Linked DNA regions of Mus musculus: regions 1, 2, 3, 5 and 6 are each linked to region 4. Evidence: chromatin contacts called from public HiChIP or PLAC-seq and Micro-C data. All regions are on one chromosome and are shown on one strand. The core of a region is the stretch at or near the end of the contact, and the rest is flanking DNA. Distances in the headings are between cores, read along the strand shown. Region 1 holds the start of Pax6os1 (paired box 6 opposite strand 1). Region 2 holds the start of Fbxo3 (F-box protein 3). Region 3 overlaps Fbxo3 (F-box protein 3). Region 4 holds the start of Depdc7 (DEP domain containing 7). Region 5 holds the start of Cd59a (CD59a antigen). Region 6 holds the start of A930018P22Rik (RIKEN cDNA A930018P22 gene).

Region 1 (2,700 bases), core at 161-2,660, 930 kb after region 4:
TTAAACTCTGGGGCAGGTCCTCGCGTAGAACCCGGTTGTCAGATCTGCTACTTCCCCCCGAGAAGCGGCTTTGAGAAGTGTGGGAACCAGCGCCACCAGACTCACCTGACACCCCACCCTCGGCTCACAGGTAACCGCTTTGATTCTAGCCAGACTCACCCCAAGAGTAGCGGCGCCCCTCTCCGACGTGCAACCTGTGTGTTCAGGTCATAGAAACCCTCCCCGAGTGGCCCCGGCCTTGATTTTTTTCTTTTTCTTTTTAAAGGAAGCTTACAAAGATGGTAGAGGAGTTGCTGCGGATGGGACGGGGGTGAGGGGGAGGGGATGTCTTTGCGAAGCATGCTTCTTTGTAAAAGTAACAAAATGTTGTGGTCTCAAGAGAGGACTTCCCGTCTGGCCCTGAGCTGGGGGTGATGTGGGGGGTGGGAGGGTGGTGGCTGTGGCCGCAGTCTAAAGAAATCGCTGAGATCCTAAGAAAAGCAGGCGGTGGGCATGCAGTTTGCAACACGCCTTCCCCCGATGCAATTAGCGACATTCATGCTTGGAGAAGCCACCAAGCCTCGCGCCGAATTCATGGAGCACCCCGCGGAAGGTCGGGCGACTTGCGACAAAAGTTTCCCCAAGGTTGTGTAGATGTGTGTTCCATATCGAAGTCAAAGTCTTGGGGTTCGTTTCCCCCGAAAGGAGCACAGGACGAAAGAATGCGGCCCTCCAGAGCTGGGCAGCGCGCGCGAAGGCCCCAGCGTGTGATTTGAGCTTCCTTCGGAAGACCTAATAATTAGCGATTCTCACTGAGCTAGAATGCGGGCTCGGGTTACCGGGAACGGGTTCCTAGCAGCGGCGGAGCTCTTTGCCTCGGCGGGAAGCATGTGGGCTCCAGGGGAACCCGGTTGCTGAGTGCCCTGGAGAGAGATACCCAGCCATGCTCCGGCTCCAGGAAGGCCAGAACTTGGCCGAAGTGGGTCAGGAAAGTGATTACCCCTAACTTAAACTAAAAGGTGTTTTCGCCAGGTTGGAAAATCTCTCACTCAAGCCCTAAGCTTACCAGGAGCCGCTCAGGCTGCCTGAGTCGGGGCACCGGAGCAACCCACCGGAAATTTGAGGCCATGTAGCAGGCCTGGCCTGGATCTCGCCCACTCCCACGCGTGCTCCTGACGCCCTCTCTCTAGACCCGCTGGAGGCACTTGTCCAGATCGTTTGGCTCTCAAGCACCTGTGACAGGTGCCCAGGAGTCTAACTCTGAGCAGAGTCCCCTCTGAGCGCCTCACATAGAAAGGAGGCCACGGGCAAAGTGGCCACCAGTCTGAGCACCTTACCTGAACGGGGGTCCTCTCCTCCGAGAGTTCCTTATTCCAGAGTTGAGCCGTGAGCAGTTTGCCCGCTTCGCAGTAGGAAGTGGACCTTCTCCTCTAGTCATAAATCAAACCAGCCATCCTCGGGCCTCCTCCCTCATTAGAGATGTTTATTGGAGATTGTGTTTATTCGGCTGTCACGGCGAGAAAACGCGGTGACATAATTACCTCTGACCAGAGTCCTCGCCCTGCGCCCAGGGTGAGCCAGGGACTTCCTCTGCTGTGGTCTTACTCTGCTGCCCTCCTTGATCAGAGGGCAAATCGGATTGGTGTGTCTACTTTTTCCTCCCTCAGACTTCGTATCATTTGAATTATTGGAGAACTTAGTATTCAAATTTCCGCCAGTGCCCAGACTTGGAAAAGAAAACCAAAGAGAATCCAGCTTCCAGGGAGAGAGGGAGAGAGAAGTAAGGGAGAGAGAGAGGGAAAGGGAGAGAGAGAGAGAGAGAGAGAGAGAGAGAGAGAGAGAGAGAGAGAGAGTAAATCTTGCATGAGAACTTTCTAGTGCACTGGCAGAGATGCTTGGCCAGACCTAGAAGGACGAGTGCCTGTATTTGTGGTATTATTTTTTCTTTTGCTTCCCTTTTTCATTCCTTTTCTTTTCGGGAGGAATCTGGCTGCAGAGCCTTGATCCCAGAGTTCGGATATTCTCCCAGGTGGACCCCGATCTCCGAGGAAACAACCAGGGCTTAATCCCTCATTGCTCTGTCCCTGACTCCCAATCCCCACAAGTTTTTCCCTGATGGGGAGGCTTCAAGTCACCATCTGTGAGACTGGGTTAGGAAATGATGAAAAGCGCCAAATTGTTCTCTAATTGAAAAATACATTGTTTTTTTGGAGGAGTGTGCACTGACAAAGTATCTGGGATTTCAGCTTTTGATCCCTTGCTACTGCTGCCTCTGCTCTCCAGTCACTAATAAAACTCGCATTGAGCCCCTTAGTGCCTTGATTAACAGGCAGATTAACTCTTACTGGGGTTGGGAACAGCTTGTCTCAATCAATGTCATTTTAAAAGCCTGTCAGGATGTGCTTAGTTCGGTTCCAGGCTGCTGGAGTGAGCCAGCCCTGACATTTGCTCTCTCTTTCCCAGTCTCAAAATCCTGAGCATCAGGCCTGCACGTTTCTAGCTCCTGAACAAAACAAATGGCAGGAGTCAGTCCCTGGCCCTTCTACCAGGCAGCTGTTCAGACATATTCTATAGAGCGGTGACCTTAGCAAGCTTTTCATTTGAAGCTGAACACTTACCTCTTTAGTACTGAGGTTAGAAGAAAAGGAGACTTGAAGGAATGTCCCGGGGTTGGAGAATGGAAAGAGAACTTTTCTAGACACCCTATCTGTAAAAATCCCA
Region 2 (2,940 bases), core at 212-2,711, 720 kb before region 4:
TCACTTCAGCCCCCATGCTTGGGGTACTAAATCCAAATTTATAAAATAAAATGTAAAGAATTCAATTTCCTTACTTTTTACTTGTAGGCTGAGAATTTGCCATGTCAACCAAGTTAAAGTAGTTGAGAGAAACTCGTCAGAAGGGCAGGCTATATCATACCCTCCTCTGTCTTGATGTTAGAAATAAATTTGAGGGCTGGAGAGATGGCTCAGCGGTTAAAAGCACTGACTGCTCTTCCAGAGTTCAAATCCCAGCAACCACATGGTGGCTCACAACCATCTGTAATGAGATTGGATGCCTTCTTCTGATGTGTCTGAAGACAGCTACAGTGTACTTACATATAATAAACAAATCTTTAAAAAGAAGGAAAGAAGAAAGAAAGAAAGAAAGAAAGAAAGAAAGAAAGGAAGAAAGGAAGGAAGAAAGAAAGAAAGTTTGAGGTTGAAAATTGTTGGGAGCTGACTCTTAGCAGAAACTACTACCATCTCTGCAGCCATCGCGGGCTATTTACTTACAGGTTGGTACTTTTCCACCCTGATGAGAGACTTGTTTTCCTAGCATGATGTTTTTGCAAGCAGCCCACCACAGCTGAACACACTATAATAATATCCTGTTTTTCTCAGACACATCCTGGACTCCCCAGCTTGTGCTTATATACCCTGTCTTGTTTCCATTCTTCGAATCTCTTGCCCCTCCATCCCCACTCTCTCCCTTGCAGACAGACCTGCAGGCCGGTTCAGAAAAGAAAGAGACCACCACTCCAACTATTGTGTCTAGACAAGACAAATTTATGTTTATCAAGAGGGTGTGCTCAGAAGGTTAAAAAGAATCAAATTCCTTGTCCTAAACACAAGTTTTATAGCACTTGGTGGAAAATACTCACATTTGATTATTTCTTACACTTAAGTAGTTGGAAGAAACTTTCTCTGGGACCAGTAGGTTTAGAAGCCTGGTGGTAAGGGCTTGGGCAATTAACATTTGTTGGACAAGGAATTTATCCAGAGGTCATTTTCGGTTTTTTTGAAGGACAGTTTTTTGCCTTGTGGGCCATGGAAGAATTATAACCTCCCTATCATTTCAAAGTTGGAATGCCTTCCCCTGTGTCTCTTTCCCCATCATTCCTTCCTTGCTAAGTGGACAGGGCTCAGAGCAGCAATTCCGAGTGCAGGTGGGGGTGAGTGGCAATGGGAGTCCGAGGCTGGCAACAGAGACCATGGATTGGAAATGAAGCAATGGGTTTGGGACCCAAAGGCCAGGTAGGGTTAGTGTAAGATTTAGGGAGAGGCTTTGAGGATACGAGATATAAAATGCGTGGAAGAAGAGACCAAAGACTCAGAAACAGACTGGCAGGGACAGCAGCGCCCCCGCAGGGCTGACCGCGGGGTGGGCGGGGCATCCCGGGGGCGGGGCTGGGGCCGGGTGACAGTTACATAACTAACCTGTGCTAGCGGCCGCCGAGCGGTTCGGGCGGCGGGGGCGGGGGCGGGGCCGGGGTGGTGCCAAGGCTGCAGCGGGCCGGGCAAGATGGCTGCCGTAGAGGCCGAGACGGGGCTGCTGACCCTGGAGTCGCTGCCCACCGACCCTCTGCTGCTCATCTTATCCTTCGTGGACTACAGGGACCTAATCAAGTAATGGGGCGGTGCTCTCGGCAGGGGTGGGAACGTGGAAGGAGGCAGGGAAGGAGGCCCGGGGTCGCTGGCTGGACGTGGGCTCCCTCCGCAGCAGGGTGACTGCAAGGCGGCCGTTATCCCGCATAGCGCCCCGGGGGGCTGAAGGAGACTCGGGGGAGCGGTCTGGGCATCCAGGTCTTACCCCTGCCCAGGCCTAGGTCCCCGGGAACTTAGCGCCCTCTCCCTCAAGCCTCGGCTAGGCCGGGTTGCGGAAGAGAGAGGTGGCTCCCTGGTCCTGCACCCCGCGGACCCTCGCTGGCCCTTTGGGGCCTGGTCTAGCGCTGTGGAAAGGCCACTGTCTCGGCCCACGCGCATCCCTGTCGCGCCTGGGGTCCCTGATGACCAGAGCCCTCGTGGGCAGGTAGAACGCGCGCGAGAAGGCCTGCGACCTTCTGACTCTGATGCCATCGTGATCGCGGGCAGCATACACTTTGTCTTGTGTCGGCGACTTTTTTGGCTGTCAGTTTCCCTTTTTATGGTGGGTGGTTGGATTTTGGGTTTTGTCACCGACTTCCGGTGAGGCCTTACAGGTGACTGCAGTTACCTTAGGGTTTCCCAGATGACCAGCATTTACTCCAAAAATAAACACCGGGCATGCGAGAATTCTTTCAGAAACCAGGACTGTTTTAGCGTGGAGGGACAAATGGTCCTGCCGTGTGCCCCTTTCTTGTCACCCTCACCCCCTGTGTCAGGATTGTTTACATTCTTGACCGCATAGCCTGGGTTTCTTGTGCTTCCGTATATATTTGTGGAGGCTGCAAAATGGCCCTCTCACATGGGGAAGACACACTTTTGGTTTTTGCTTCATTACTGGAATCTGGGCATCTATGTCCTCTGTTTTTAGGGGCCTTTAAGAGGTACAGATTTCTTGGAGTTACAGGTAGCTAAGTGGTGGCAGAGATATTTCCTGGGTTTTCTGTTATGGCCTCCACTCGTACCTGCTAAGACATTTGTCTTTCCAAAAAACACACTTCCCCCTACTCAGCCTGTACTAACACACAGAAAGTTTTTCTGTAGGAAAGGTTGGCCAGCTCAAATGTATTTCATCTGAAATAGTTTATTGCTATAACTTCTTATTTAGATAGCCTTCTTTCTTTGCTTGCTTGCTGCCAGAGTTACCTTCTAAAGACCAATCTGGCTGTCATTTTTCTTAAAAGCCCATGACATCCCTGTTTACAACACTGGACCCTGAACTTCTGCAGTATTTAAGGCCCTTACCCAATAGCTTATTATCTAAGGCCTTTCAGGCCTCTCCTCCACTATCATATT
Region 3 (2,766 bases), core at 121-2,620, 700 kb before region 4:
TATTTTGACAGTATATTTTAAACGGAATTCACTTGTCATAAGATGGTTTCATGGGTTGACAGCTGACCTAGACTACCCTGAAGTCTGAGTGTGCGCACACACTTGCGTCTCGGGTGTGTATTTGCGCACACACTTGTGTCTCGGGTGTGTATTTGCAGAGGGCGCACGTGAGGAAGACCTGGATGCTGTCGAAGCTCAGATCGGTTGCAAGCTCCCGGATGATTATCGCTGTTCATACCGGATCCACAACGGGCAAAAGTTAGTGGTGCCGGGGTAAGGTGTTTGATGTTTTAGTAATTTTCAGAAATGGGTATTACTTTCTAGAATGAATCAAATTACATTTTATTCATAGTTTTTCTTAGCTATCTTTACTAAACATGTATAAGAAATGTATGTATGGGGGGGTTCCTTCCTTTTCCTTATAGCAGTCCATAATGTAATATGTATAGATTAAGTTAAAGTTTACCAAAATAAATGTGACTTATAAGAGCATTATTCCTGCCAGCACATTTTTATGATTAAAGTAAGATCTGGTTGAGAAGGAAGCTGTGGGTGCAGGAGGGGATGTGCATGTGTGCATATTTGTGCATGTGTGCATATTTGTGAGTGCATTTGACTGAATGGCTTGATGTGGTGTGGTTACTCTGTTACAAGCTAGGTAAAATGTTTTAGGAACTTAATGCACATTCTGTCTACTATACATGCAAAAAGCATGATTTGTTCAGAGCTGTGTACACCAAACTAAGGAAAGTAGAGTTTTGTCATAATCAAGAACATCCTATAACTGAATGGCCTTTAAAAAAAAACTTTGTAAGTTGTATTCATGGAAGTCTTTTTGTTTTGGGGGGTTCTTAGTTGTTGTTTTTTGTTTTTGGTAAATGAAGACCATATAGTAGCCATCACATTTATTCACAATTTTTAAAGCTATAAACTTTGAATATGTCTTTTTTTTGTACTTCCATGGAATTAAACTATTTCAAAGATAATATATTTATAAAATACCAAGAATGCAAAAAGAATGGTGCATTGTTCTTAATGGAACCTGCTGTTGCTCTCTATGTACTGTGTAGCTGGCCCTTGCTACTGTGTGGATTCTTCTTTTTCCCAACCTTTCTCCCCCTGCTTTCTCCCCCCCTAACACTGAATAGGAGAGCAAGAAAGATAAAGGACAGAGGACACACACACACACACACACACACACACACACACAGAGAGAGAGAGAGAGAGAGAGAGAGAGAGAGAGAGAGAGAGAGAGAGAGGAGAATCCATGAATCTAATTTCTTTCCCAACTGTTGCTCCCACTTTCCAGCCCAGCCCCTTTAAACTGTCTCCCAACAGTACGCAACAGTCTGTGTAAACAGTCTCTTCTCCCAGCTTTCCCAACATTAGCAGCTCCCAACTGTAACAACTGTTCTCTTCTGTCTGCTCAGCTCCTTCTCCTGGCTCAACTGTCTCCTAACACTATTTTCTGGACCAACTGCCTTCTCTCGCTCTGCCACCCCCCCCCCCCCCCCCCGCCTCAGCTCCATTTTTTTTTTAAATATCCTATCGTGTTTCCAGAAATCCAAGAGGCAAGTAACACTGAAGGTCATAGGATCAAGCAGTTCTAACAAACAGCTAAGAATTCTTAAAGGGCACGTTGACTAGCAACTGGGGATCCTTTAAAGGGCCAGACACACAAGATAAATAACACTACAGTGAAGAATTATGGGAAACTGTTAATGATTTCACATCTGGGTTGAGTGTGTCTTGGGATTCTCCAATGAGATCCTACTGATAATACAAAGTGAAGTACTCAGAATACAGAGTATCAAGGATGGTTCATCAACAGGCAGGTTAAGGGGCTGGAGAGATGGCTCAGTGGTTAAGTGTGAGTCCTGCTCTGGCAGAGGTCCCAAGTTCCCAACCCCCATCAGGCAGCTCACAGTGGCCAGAAATCCCAACTCCAGGGACTTGCAATGCCTCTGGCACCTGTTCTTGTGTTCTCACACTCTCTCTCTCTCTCTCTCTCTCTCTCTCTCTCTCTCTGTGTGTGTGTGTGTCACATCCACACATAGACATACAACTTAAAATAAAAAGTTACTTATCTATCTGCCTATCCATACACCATCCCAAGACGTCAGACTTGGTAAGAGGACTCTTTACCAGTGACCAGTAGTTCTGGTTTCATGAGATAAGCTGAAAGTTGATCCAAGATAAAATGTCAGAAAAGTTATCCCTTTTCCCCCATTAAATTAGCTATTAATATATGTGTATGCATTTATGAATATACATAAGTAGCAAATCACAGAAGTACTGGCAGTTCAGTATATAATAAGATAGATTTTTTGTTTTTTTAATTTTGAAGACAAAGTCTTACTTTGTAGTCTATGTTGGCCTTAACCTCATTATAATTCCTTTCTCAGTCTTTTGAACAGCTGGAATTTTAGGTATTTGCCATTTGCTGAGTGTGTCTGAGCGTGTGTGTCTGTGTGTGTGTGTTTGTGTGTTTGTGTGTGTGCGCGCATTTAATTTTAAAATCTAAATCAGAATCTTTCTGATTAAAAGAGTGAATTTGATATATAGCAATGTTAGTGGTTTTGATATTCTTGGTTTAGAATTTCTATGCTAACTAGTTCTTAGAAAGTTACCAGTGTGTGGCTGGGCATGGTGACAATTCTAATGCCGATCATCTCAGTTCTCTGGATGGAGGCTGAAGCAGGAGGATTAACTCAAATTTGAGGCCAACATATAGCAAGTACCAAGCCAGCTAAGACTCCATAGCAA
Region 4 (2,952 bases), core at 175-2,674:
GAGAATCTGCTAGCCACACAGGTCAAACCTTCCCACAGTGAGTCAGCTAGCTACCCAGTTTTAAAATGCATTCCCTCTCACCACCTAAAAACCTGTTCACAAATGTCCAGAGCCCAGAACTGACATTTCAGCTGTTAGGAAAGACCTTCCGAGTTAAAGTAGGTGAATTTGGGAATCCCATTTACCAGAGAGAGCCTAAAGCTATCAACAATTTCCAGTGCCATGTCAAGTGATAAAGTGATCAGAGCCTGTTAGGTGAGAGCAGTAAGTGGTCAGATCTTGTTTGCTGGGGTTTTTTTTGTTTTGTTTTGTTTTTTGAGACAGTCTCATTTTTTAACTGTTTGGTTTGGAACTTTCTGTGTAGAGCTGACTTGGAACTCAGAGGCCTTACCTCTCTCTGCCTCCCCAGTGTAGGACTGAGGGCTTACACCTCTACAGCTGGACTATAGGCCGCTTTTATAATCTGTACCGAGAAAGCAGTTCTCTAGCAAAATTCATCATTAAGATCTTGGAGATTATGTGGAGCATTGATTAGTAAAGTCAGTCAAACACAATAGCTGGGACCACTGAGATACACTTTTCTGACCTAGGGGAAGGAATCACTGTTTCCGCAAGTTGGCATTTTACAAATGAAAAGCTTTGGTAGAGAGCCAATTTCTCCAGCTCTCTATCCCGCAGTTCCAGAAAGGGGGAAAGGTGGCACCTTATCCAAACAAATCCAAATATCTCCTTATTTGCAGAATTAAGAGTCAGAATTTTAGAACGGATTATCGGATTCGGGTCAAAGATCTTACACCCGCCCTCAATGATTCAATACATTTGTCTCCCAAAGTCATGTAACTATCAGATCAGGGGTTGGGGGGGGGTGATGGGGGCTTCACTGAAACATTGCTTGTAGCGAAAGTGTTAAATTTACACAATATTACTTCATCTCCTGAGTCTGGGAGCCACCGACCTCTGATCCCACCATGCAGTCAAGAGTTCGTTCTCCAGACGCTGGCCAGGAAACTATTCAAAATTCCGCGCGTGTCACAAGTCAGGCTGTGGAGCCTAACCCCCACTGCGAGCGAAGTTTGGTAAAGTTCCTAAAACGCCGAGCTCTGGCTGCGGCGGGGTCCGTGGCCCGTGGCCCGTGGCCGGCTGCCCACCCAGGAGGAGAAAGCGGATCCTCGCGGCCGCGCAGCCCGCGGAGCGCACCGCCCGCCCACAGCCCGCGCCCGCCCCACGCTGCCGCGGCCCTCCGACCCACCCGGAGGTCTCTGTGCAGGGCTGTGCAGAGCCGACAGGTTCAGCGCCGCCGCCTTCTCTCGAACCGTGGCCATGTCAGCGGCGGGCTGGACTCCGTGCCCGCGCCGCCGCTGCTGCCGCTGCTCCACAGACTGCGCGCCCGCGCCGAAGCCTCGGGTTAACTCCCGGGGAGCGGGGCTCCCGGCGGGCTCCGCCCCTGGCGATCACGTGTTTCACAGACTGGCTCCAAGCCTCTGCGCTCCAAAACGCCCCAGGCAGCTCCAGGCGGGCGGTGTCCAGGTAGAAAGTACTTAGGCATGGCTTTTCCAGTGCTAGTCGGTACTAGCCCGGGGCTAGACCCGCTGAGTCCCAAGGTGTCCCTCCAGGATCTGCCCTCGCTCCAACCGGAGTCTTATTGCTCCAGGTCTCAGTGCTTTCTGCTCTCACCTGCTAGTATTAGGACCAGGTTGGCTGGGCTTTTAATGAGAATTACCTGAACCGACATTTAGCAATTCGTATTTGGACCATAAATGCTCCCAAGTGTGTCAGGATAATAAATACTTGGAGTTTTTTTCCTTCCTGTCCCTCTAAAGAACAAACAAAACCTTATCTAGCCTAGGAGAGCAATGTCTAGAGGTCAGAGGACCGCAACAACAAAGATCATGGGGCTTCCTGCCAAGGAAATCTGTGTTGATTCTAAATTAACCCTGGGTCTGGTGAGCACCGGGAAGGGGAGCATGGAAGAACAAACTGGAGGGGGAAGGAGAGAGGGTTGCTGCTGGGAGCGCTTCAGTTTCTTGGGTAATTGAGGTAGAGAAACCAGGGACCCAGTGCTGGGTTAAGTCGGCAAGGTTGAATGATGTTGGAGATCATTAACCTAGCTGACGGATGCATGACCGTCCCCTCCCTTCTTCTTTTGAATAAAGTCAGGGTCTTTCTATATACCCTGGCGGTCCTAGAATTTGCTCTGTAGAATAGGCTAGCCACGAACTCGAAAATCTCTGGCTACCTCTATCTCCTGAGTGGGAATAAAGGCATTTGTTCGCAACTGTTGCCCTTTCTATAGATTTCTACCTCTTTTGGGGGGTGTTGTGTTTTATAAAAAAGAAGGAAGGGATATGCTTGGTGGAGGCGTGGTATGTTGTGGTAGAATGGTTCCTCTGCAGGCCCATGCTGAGGTATCCGTTCCCCCTGAGATACCAGTCACACAAGGAGTATAGTATAGAATAGAGTTTGGGGAGGAGTTAAGAGGGTAAGGGAGAGAGAGGGGAGGGGAGGGGAGGGGAGGGGAGGGAGGGGAGGGGAGGGGAGGGGAGGGACAGAGAGGGAAGAGTGTAAGATGGTAGGTAAGAGAGTGAGGAGGCGTCAAGCAGCCCCTTTTACAGTGAGTCAGGCAGGCATACCTGGCTGTTGCCAGGTAACTATGGGGCAGGGCCTAGAAGAAACGCTAACTGGGGGGCGGGGGCTAGAGAGACGATTCAGCAGGTACAGCTCTTGCTTTACTAGCAAAGGATCAGAGTTCAGTTCCCAGTACCCATGTGCCTGCTCACAACCACTGGTCTGTAACCCCAACTCCAGGGTTTCTGATGCCCTCTTCTGGCCTCTGCAGACTCCGAACTTGGGTCTTCATGGTCATAGTAACATAGTTCTTATAACCATTGACATTTCACCATCCTGGAAAATAAATTTGACAAATACTAACATTGGATCTTTTGAAAAAAGGCA
Region 5 (2,700 bases), core at 103-2,602, 650 kb before region 4:
CATGTGGTGATATATAGAGAGCTTGGTCCAGGTGGCCCTGGGCTCCAAAACCACAGCCTTCACCCTGTAAATGATGGGGAGATGGAAAGTCCTCTCCTCAGGCCATGCTGCTTTATAGATGGGTCATTTGTTCCTGCAAAAGTTGGTGAGTTTGTGGGGACCAGAGTCTTCTGAGACTAGGTGAAAGTCCTTAAAATGGTTCAGGACCAAGCCCAGTAGGGTACTCTGTGCCCATCCCATCCTAGAAATCAAAGTTTGTACAAGAGGACAAATAGCACAAATCTGTTTAGGGCATCCTAGCTGGTGACTCCCCACTCTTCCTATTTGTTTTGGTCTACAAGTGTTTTATGTACTTCTTCTATAGCTCGGAGACTCTGTAATTGTTGGTAGGCTAGGGAAAGAGTGGATGTTCCTGACCTCCTTTGTCATTTGGGACACAGCAGATACAGACTCACTGCATGCCAGGGGATAGATACTACAGGTGAAAACAAACAAGGACGAGGACGACTACGACGACGACAACAACAACAACAACAGCCCCACCAGGAAATGTTCCTGTGGGCAGAAAGACTTAAAAAAAGAAAAACCAACAGAGCATTTCTTGTTCCCTTAGGAGGCCAGCCTCTTGGAATGTTTACTCTTTTTAAAATTATTGTTCCCGGAGCTGGAGAGATGGCTGAGCAGTTAAGAGCGTCGACTGCTCTTCCAAAGGTCCTGAGTTCAAATCCCAGCAACCATATGGTGGCTCACAACTATCCGTAACGAAATCTGATGCCCTCTTCTGGAGTGTCTGAAGACAGCTACATAAATAAGTAAATAAATATTTTAAAAAAAATTATTGTTCCCCTCTGGCTTCCTTCCTGCTTATGAGTCTTTCCAAATGATAAAGGCACCTCTGTATCACAACTTCACGTAGTTCTGGCCCCTGGCCAGTCCACAAAGGTTTCTAATGACCAACGGGATTTTGTCTTCATTCCAAACAAAATAGATGGCATTTGTGTCTGAAGAGTATTTGGAGGCTGTCAGGACCTGAGAGTAGGAGCAAGCCACGATGTATGGCCTGGAAAGATATCTATGATTTGTCAAGAGATAGTTCTGGGCACTAGCAAACATGGGCACAAAAACATTGTGGTTTTGTTTGTTTGTTTGTTTGTTTGTTTTTAAAGAAAGGGAAAATCAAGAGCCTTTTAGGGTGTTAGTTAGGAGTAAGAAATCAGAGGGAAATGCAAGCCTTTCCTGTATCCTAGGTTTCCAGAGATTCTGGTTCTGGCAGCCAAATGCTCTCTGACAGAGGAAAAGGCAGTGACTAGAAGGCATAGGAGCCCAGGGGGTGTGGTGGGGGTGTGGCCATCAGTTCTTGGGCGTGGCCAGTGGATTTGGTTTGCATTGCTGTGTACTGTCAGCAGTCAGAGCATGAGCACAGTCACTGGCGATCTGAAAAGTGTCTAGAGCAGGATCTAGCTGACTCTAAGATTGCAGGTAAGCAAGGGCACAGAGTTGGCTGGAGCGGAGCCTCGGGTGGAAGGTGGGGGTGCTTCGGCAGCGCATGCGTCCGGGCTGTCCCTCGGGAGGCCTCTCTCAGGCCTGTACCTCTGACCTTTTTTGTTATAGCGATTTCTTGCCGCAGCCTGCACTCTGCTTCCTACTCAGCGGTTGCTGGAGCTAGGCATTCCCTGAGCGCCTGACTCCAGGGCACCCCTGGCCTCTCAGTGAAGTCGGTCTCCCGGGGCCTGAGGGCTAACCTCAGCTTGGAAGAACTCACTGCAGTTCTTGCTGAGGTCCAAATCTGTAGCTGCTCTAGTGGATATCTTTGGTCCATGGGCCCGGCCACCTTGCAGTCTGAGGGCAGACTTTGAAAAGAACCTTTCCTTTTCGTTCGTAGGTGTCGAAAGGAAGCTATTAAATCCTATTTTCTCATCAGTAAAGGGAAAGGACTTATTTCACAGGGTAGTGGTGAGCACTAAGGTAGCTCATGGTTGATCTCCTGGAATGTGGAAAACAGCCAATGTTCCGGAGACCCACCTCAGGGCACCTTTTCTCCAGTCCTTCCGGCCAGACACACAGAATGACCGCGTCAGAACGACAATCAAGGGAGCTCACAACATTTGCTGTTATCCTTCTGGGAAGACTAAGGAGGAGTTACCTCATTATGCCCTGACCATGCTGAAAAACGTTTGGCATGTACTTTGCTATAAATGAAAAACCTCCCTTTTCACTGGGCGGGTTGAAAGAAGTAGAAGGAAAACAAAAACAAAATCAAATGGACTTTAGGGTGGGAGTTGGGATGAGCCAGGGATTTAGGATCCTGAGATAAGTTGTTAAGAGACTGAGGCCATTTTAGGTGAAGTCCAGATCTGTGCAATTTCAAGAGCTCTGAAGTGCTTATGGAGCCACCAGGTGGCTGGGAGGGGCCTTTCCATTGTGATGGTGTTTTGCTTTGTCCTAAGCTGCTGATGTAATTACTGCTTTGAACTGAAGAAAGGACTTTTGGGGTCTGTTGTAGGCTTAGCTACAGCATGTCCAAGCCCGTAAGGCCCATGAGACTGCTAACACTGGGTTATGTTAAGTCACTTAGCTTCCAGACCTTGGTAAGTAAAAAGCAAGATACATCCAAAGTGATTTTGAGACTGCCCTGTTGTCTTGGATCAGGTAATTCCATCCCTCTAGCCCTCTCAGAACCTTTTCTCCCCCCCCCCCCAC
Region 6 (2,736 bases), core at 71-2,570, 620 kb before region 4:
AAAATATCCTTTGCTCTTTGATGCAGGAGGTGGAGGAGGGGCTCAGACCTATTTTACAAACAACTAAACAGTGCTATTGAAATGGGTTAGTCCGGTACGAGCATTGAGTGCTCCTGCAGAAGACCCTGATCTGATACAGTCTCCGGCACCCATATCCTCCTGACCTCTGTGGGCATCTGAGTGCACACACACACACACACTCATGGTTCCACACACAATAAAACTTAAAAAGGAAAAGAGAGAAAACATGTACATGTCCAGCGACATGCTAGGCATGGTGATGCTCGTCTCTGACGCCTGCCAGGTAAGAGAGACAAGAGGATTGCTGGAATTATGTGGCCGACCACATGGGAAGTTCTAATCCAACTTGGGTTACACAAAAGCAAACAACCAGCCTCTCCTCCAAGTCAAACTGCTTGCCCAAGACTAGCAGTCTGGATATCAGACTCCATCTTTTGCTGCCCCACCCCATGTATTTAGCACATATCTGTATACACAAGTTCGCTCACGGAGCTGAGCCTGCGCTTCCATGACCTCCAACCCTCCCTGCTCATTCCTGCAGGTGATCATTAAAAGAGTAAGCAGCCTGAAGGAAATTGACTTCTCCTTAGTTACTGGCTCATAGTTCATAAAAATGAGCTGTACATGTCTCTTGGACAGAACATCCAGTTCTCAGGGATGGGTGTGGTGTTTGAGGTGGGCCCCATAATTTCCTTTTGGTGTTTTGCTGCCTGTCAGCTCCTGATAACTTATGTGTTCAGAAGAGAATTAAACTGCATTTCATAAAAAAAAAAAAAAAAAGTTGTTTGCCTCAGGGTCATTACAAACTCAGACTGCTTCCCCATTTCCAGAATATTCCATAGCATCTCTACATTTACCAGAAAAATTTCCTTTTCTCCCTCTGTAGAGAATGAAGTCAGCCACACATTTTTTTTCAGTTTCTAAATAATGAGTCAAGATTGCTAGGACAAAGGGTCTGGTTGTTAGGAAATATTTTCCACTCCCTGATAAAAGGAGAAAGCTGAATTTCTCTCTCAGCCTCGGCCAACTCTGTGTGCAGTATTAGCAGCAGAAAAGAATTGAAGGCTTCTGGGAGGAGTCTAGGGCCCGAGACTAAAGTGTGCCTGGGCTATTTTGGGGCGGGTAGTGCAGGGCAGCAGCTGCACCAAAAGAGGTCAAGGACGATAGCTTTGCCCGAAGCTGACTCGTGGGGCGGGGCCTCTGCTCTCCAGAGCTCCGCCTCCTAGGGGCGTAGCTAGAGCGAAGGGTGGGGCCACGCTCCGTCGGGGCGGGGCCTGTGGAATCTCCGAACTCCTAGACACGGGGCTTTGGCGCGCGTCTCCCGGCGCGGGGTTCCTCTCACGCAGCCTCCCATTCAAAAGATGCCGAAGGGGCGGCGCGGCAGCCAGAACCCCAAGATGAGCCAGCGGCCGGCCCCGCCCCTCTACTTTCCGTCGCTCTACGACCGGGGCATCTCGTCGTCTCCGCTGAGCGATTTTAACATCTGGAAGAAGCTCTTCGTGCCGCTGAAGGCGGGCGGGACGCCGGCGGCCGGGGTGGCAGGAGTAGCGGGGGTCCGATCCCTGCCTCTGGCACCCCCAGCTACGGTGCCGCCGCCGCCGCCTGGCCTGGGTCCCCCCAGCGAGCGCCCGTGTCCTCCTCCCTGGCCGTCCGGCCTGGCTTCTATTCCCTACGAGCCTCTGCGCTTCTTCTACTCGCCGCCTCCAGGCCCCGAGATGGCAACTTCGGCCCTGGTCCCCGGCTCCACGACCCCCTGGCTCGCATCCGCCTCCCACCCTGAGGAGCTGTGCGAGCTAGAGATCCGGATTAAGGAGCTGGAGCTGCTCACAATCACTGGGGACGGCTTCGACTCCCAGCGCTGTGCGTGACTGCCAAACGAGCCCAATCCTAGCTGCCTTAATTGCCCCCTAGAGTCAGGCAACAGAATGTGACCCCAGCCCTAGGAGTTCCACCCCCAAATATCTGTCCTCCAGAGGTTCAGACCCCCACGTGCTGAATTTCAACCGACCCCTGCCTCCCCACACACCTGAGCTATTCAAGCCCTTTAGTTTTAAACCCTTAGGGGCTAGCCCTTGAAGTAATTTGACACTGACTCTTCACACCTGAAGCACACTCTTCTTAAATTTAGCAGTCCTACACAGTAAGACCACATTTCTGTAATCTAGAGCTCCACCCACAACAGGCTCCCTATCTCTAGAGACATTAATCTTCAGTATTCAAATCTTAAGCTGGGTCTGTGGGTGGAAGGAGATCATAAGAATCGCCCAGACCTTGAAGCCCCACAGTCATTCACTGAGGAGCCTTGGCCTCTGCCCTTCCCTGGGCCCCAAACCCTCGGACAAGATCTTGGACTTTGACATCTGGTCTAAAGTCTGAGGTTTTGGGGATCCACATCAGAGCAGAACAAGTGCTGATGTAAGCAGGAATCCTCTGGTATATGAACAGATGCCTCTCTAGCGGACAGTAAGGCAGTTAGAGCCAGCCATATTTCCAGAAGGACTAATTAAATTGCTCAGGAATTAGTAGCCTGAGGCTATCCTGATTCACCCCCTGTTCTAAGGCTTGAATTGGACTATTAGAGGAAGGCACATGGCTCTGGAAAGATAATTTCACCTCTGCAGCACAACAGGTTAAATTGGTCCTCTCTGCCACATAGTGGGGTGAAGTATGAAAAAAAAGATACACGTAGGTATGCATGGTCATTGGGATGCTCTC

What was found. A called contact is a pair of places that touch in the nucleus more often than the background predicts. HiChIP or PLAC-seq counts read pairs in DNA pulled down with a chosen protein or histone mark.
Region 1: a contact with region 4 is called in a Micro-C map of embryonic stem cells, with 8 times the contacts expected there. The contact joins the promoter of Pax6os1 here to the promoter of Depdc7 in region 4. A contact is called at or near these places in 1 of 39 promoter capture datasets (hippocampal neurons) and 1 of 484 Hi-C or Micro-C datasets (embryonic stem cells).
Region 2: a contact with region 4 is called in an H3K27ac HiChIP or PLAC-seq map of embryonic stem cells, with 6 times the contacts expected there. The contact joins the promoter of Fbxo3 here to the promoter of Depdc7 in region 4. A contact is called at or near these places in 5 of 39 promoter capture datasets (the C10 cell line, HPC-7-derived erythroid cells, hippocampal neurons and 2 more), 2 of 484 Hi-C or Micro-C datasets (both in embryonic stem cells), 2 of 115 datasets of contacts at active chromatin or transcription factors (astrocytes and embryonic stem cells) and 2 of 9 other capture datasets (macrophages and pancreatic islet).
Region 3: an H3K4me3 HiChIP or PLAC-seq map of stem cell-derived neural progenitor cells shows a contact between it and region 4, with 2.7 times the contacts expected there. The contact joins the enhancer-like site here to the promoter of Depdc7 in region 4. A contact is called at or near these places in 5 of 39 promoter capture datasets (the C10 cell line, HPC-7-derived erythroid cells, hippocampal neurons and 2 more), 4 of 484 Hi-C or Micro-C datasets (the HPC-7 cell line, embryonic stem cells and liver) and 4 of 115 datasets of contacts at active chromatin or transcription factors (astrocytes, embryonic stem cells and stem cell-derived neural progenitor cells).
Region 5: an H3K27ac HiChIP or PLAC-seq map of trophoblast stem cells shows a contact between it and region 4, with 5 times the contacts expected there. The contact joins the promoter of Cd59a here to the promoter of Depdc7 in region 4. A contact is called at or near these places in 3 of 39 promoter capture datasets (the 3T3-L1 cell line, hippocampal neurons and pre-B cells) and 3 of 115 datasets of contacts at active chromatin or transcription factors (embryonic forebrain, embryonic stem cells and trophoblast stem cells).
Region 6: an H3K27ac HiChIP or PLAC-seq map of epiblast stem cells shows a contact between it and region 4, with 10 times the contacts expected there. The contact joins the promoter of A930018P22Rik here to the promoter of Depdc7 in region 4. A contact is called at or near these places in 14 of 39 promoter capture datasets (the 3T3-L1 cell line, the C10 cell line, the HPC-7 cell line and 7 more), 3 of 15 datasets of contacts at CTCF or cohesin (embryonic stem cells, large pre-B cells and stem cell-derived epiblast-like cells), 7 of 484 Hi-C or Micro-C datasets (the Ba/F3 cell line, embryonic stem cells and nephron progenitors), 10 of 115 datasets of contacts at active chromatin or transcription factors (astrocytes, bone marrow-derived macrophages, embryonic forebrain and 5 more) and 1 of 9 other capture datasets (embryonic stem cells).

What each region holds. Positions count from the first base shown.
Region 1 is chr2:105,668,920-105,671,619 of GRCm38.p6, forward strand. Pax6os1 (paired box 6 opposite strand 1) reads right to left here and starts at 1,411. Exons shown (of 4, transcript NR_002867.2): 1 at 1,317-1,411. It also overlaps a transcript of Pax6 not described here.
Region 2 is chr2:104,026,338-104,029,277 of GRCm38.p6, forward strand. It overlaps Fbxo3 (F-box protein 3), which reads left to right and starts at 1,462. Exons shown (of 11, transcript NM_212433.1): 1 at 1,462-1,629. The coding sequence starts at 1,526. 4931422A03Rik (RIKEN cDNA 4931422A03 gene) reads right to left here and starts at 2,024. Exons shown (of 5, transcript NM_175161.3): 1 at 1,441-2,024; 2 at 885-950. The coding sequence starts at 886.
Region 3 is chr2:104,042,746-104,045,511 of GRCm38.p6, forward strand. It overlaps Fbxo3 (F-box protein 3), which reads left to right. Exons shown (of 11, transcript NM_212433.1): 4 at 159-273. Among named protein-coding and RNA genes, the nearest start is that of 4931422A03Rik, 16 kb to the left of the region's middle. Within about 2 kb of position 1,371, at least 17 of the 459 cell types and tissues checked have an H3K27ac peak or open chromatin away from gene starts, as enhancers often do. A contact at or near this core is called in liver and stem cell-derived neural progenitor cells, where this site is marked.
Region 4 is chr2:104,741,433-104,744,384 of GRCm38.p6, forward strand. It overlaps Depdc7 (DEP domain containing 7), which reads right to left and starts at 1,425. Exons shown (of 9, transcript NM_144804.2): 1 at 1,250-1,425. The coding sequence starts at 1,322.
Region 5 is chr2:104,094,449-104,097,148 of GRCm38.p6, forward strand. It overlaps Cd59a (CD59a antigen), which reads left to right and starts at 1,353. Exons shown (of 4, transcript NM_007652.5): 1 at 1,353-1,479.
Region 6 is chr2:104,121,449-104,124,184 of GRCm38.p6, forward strand. A930018P22Rik (RIKEN cDNA A930018P22 gene) reads left to right here and starts at 1,321. Exons shown (of 2, transcript NM_026634.2): 1 at 1,321-1,881. The coding sequence starts at 1,383.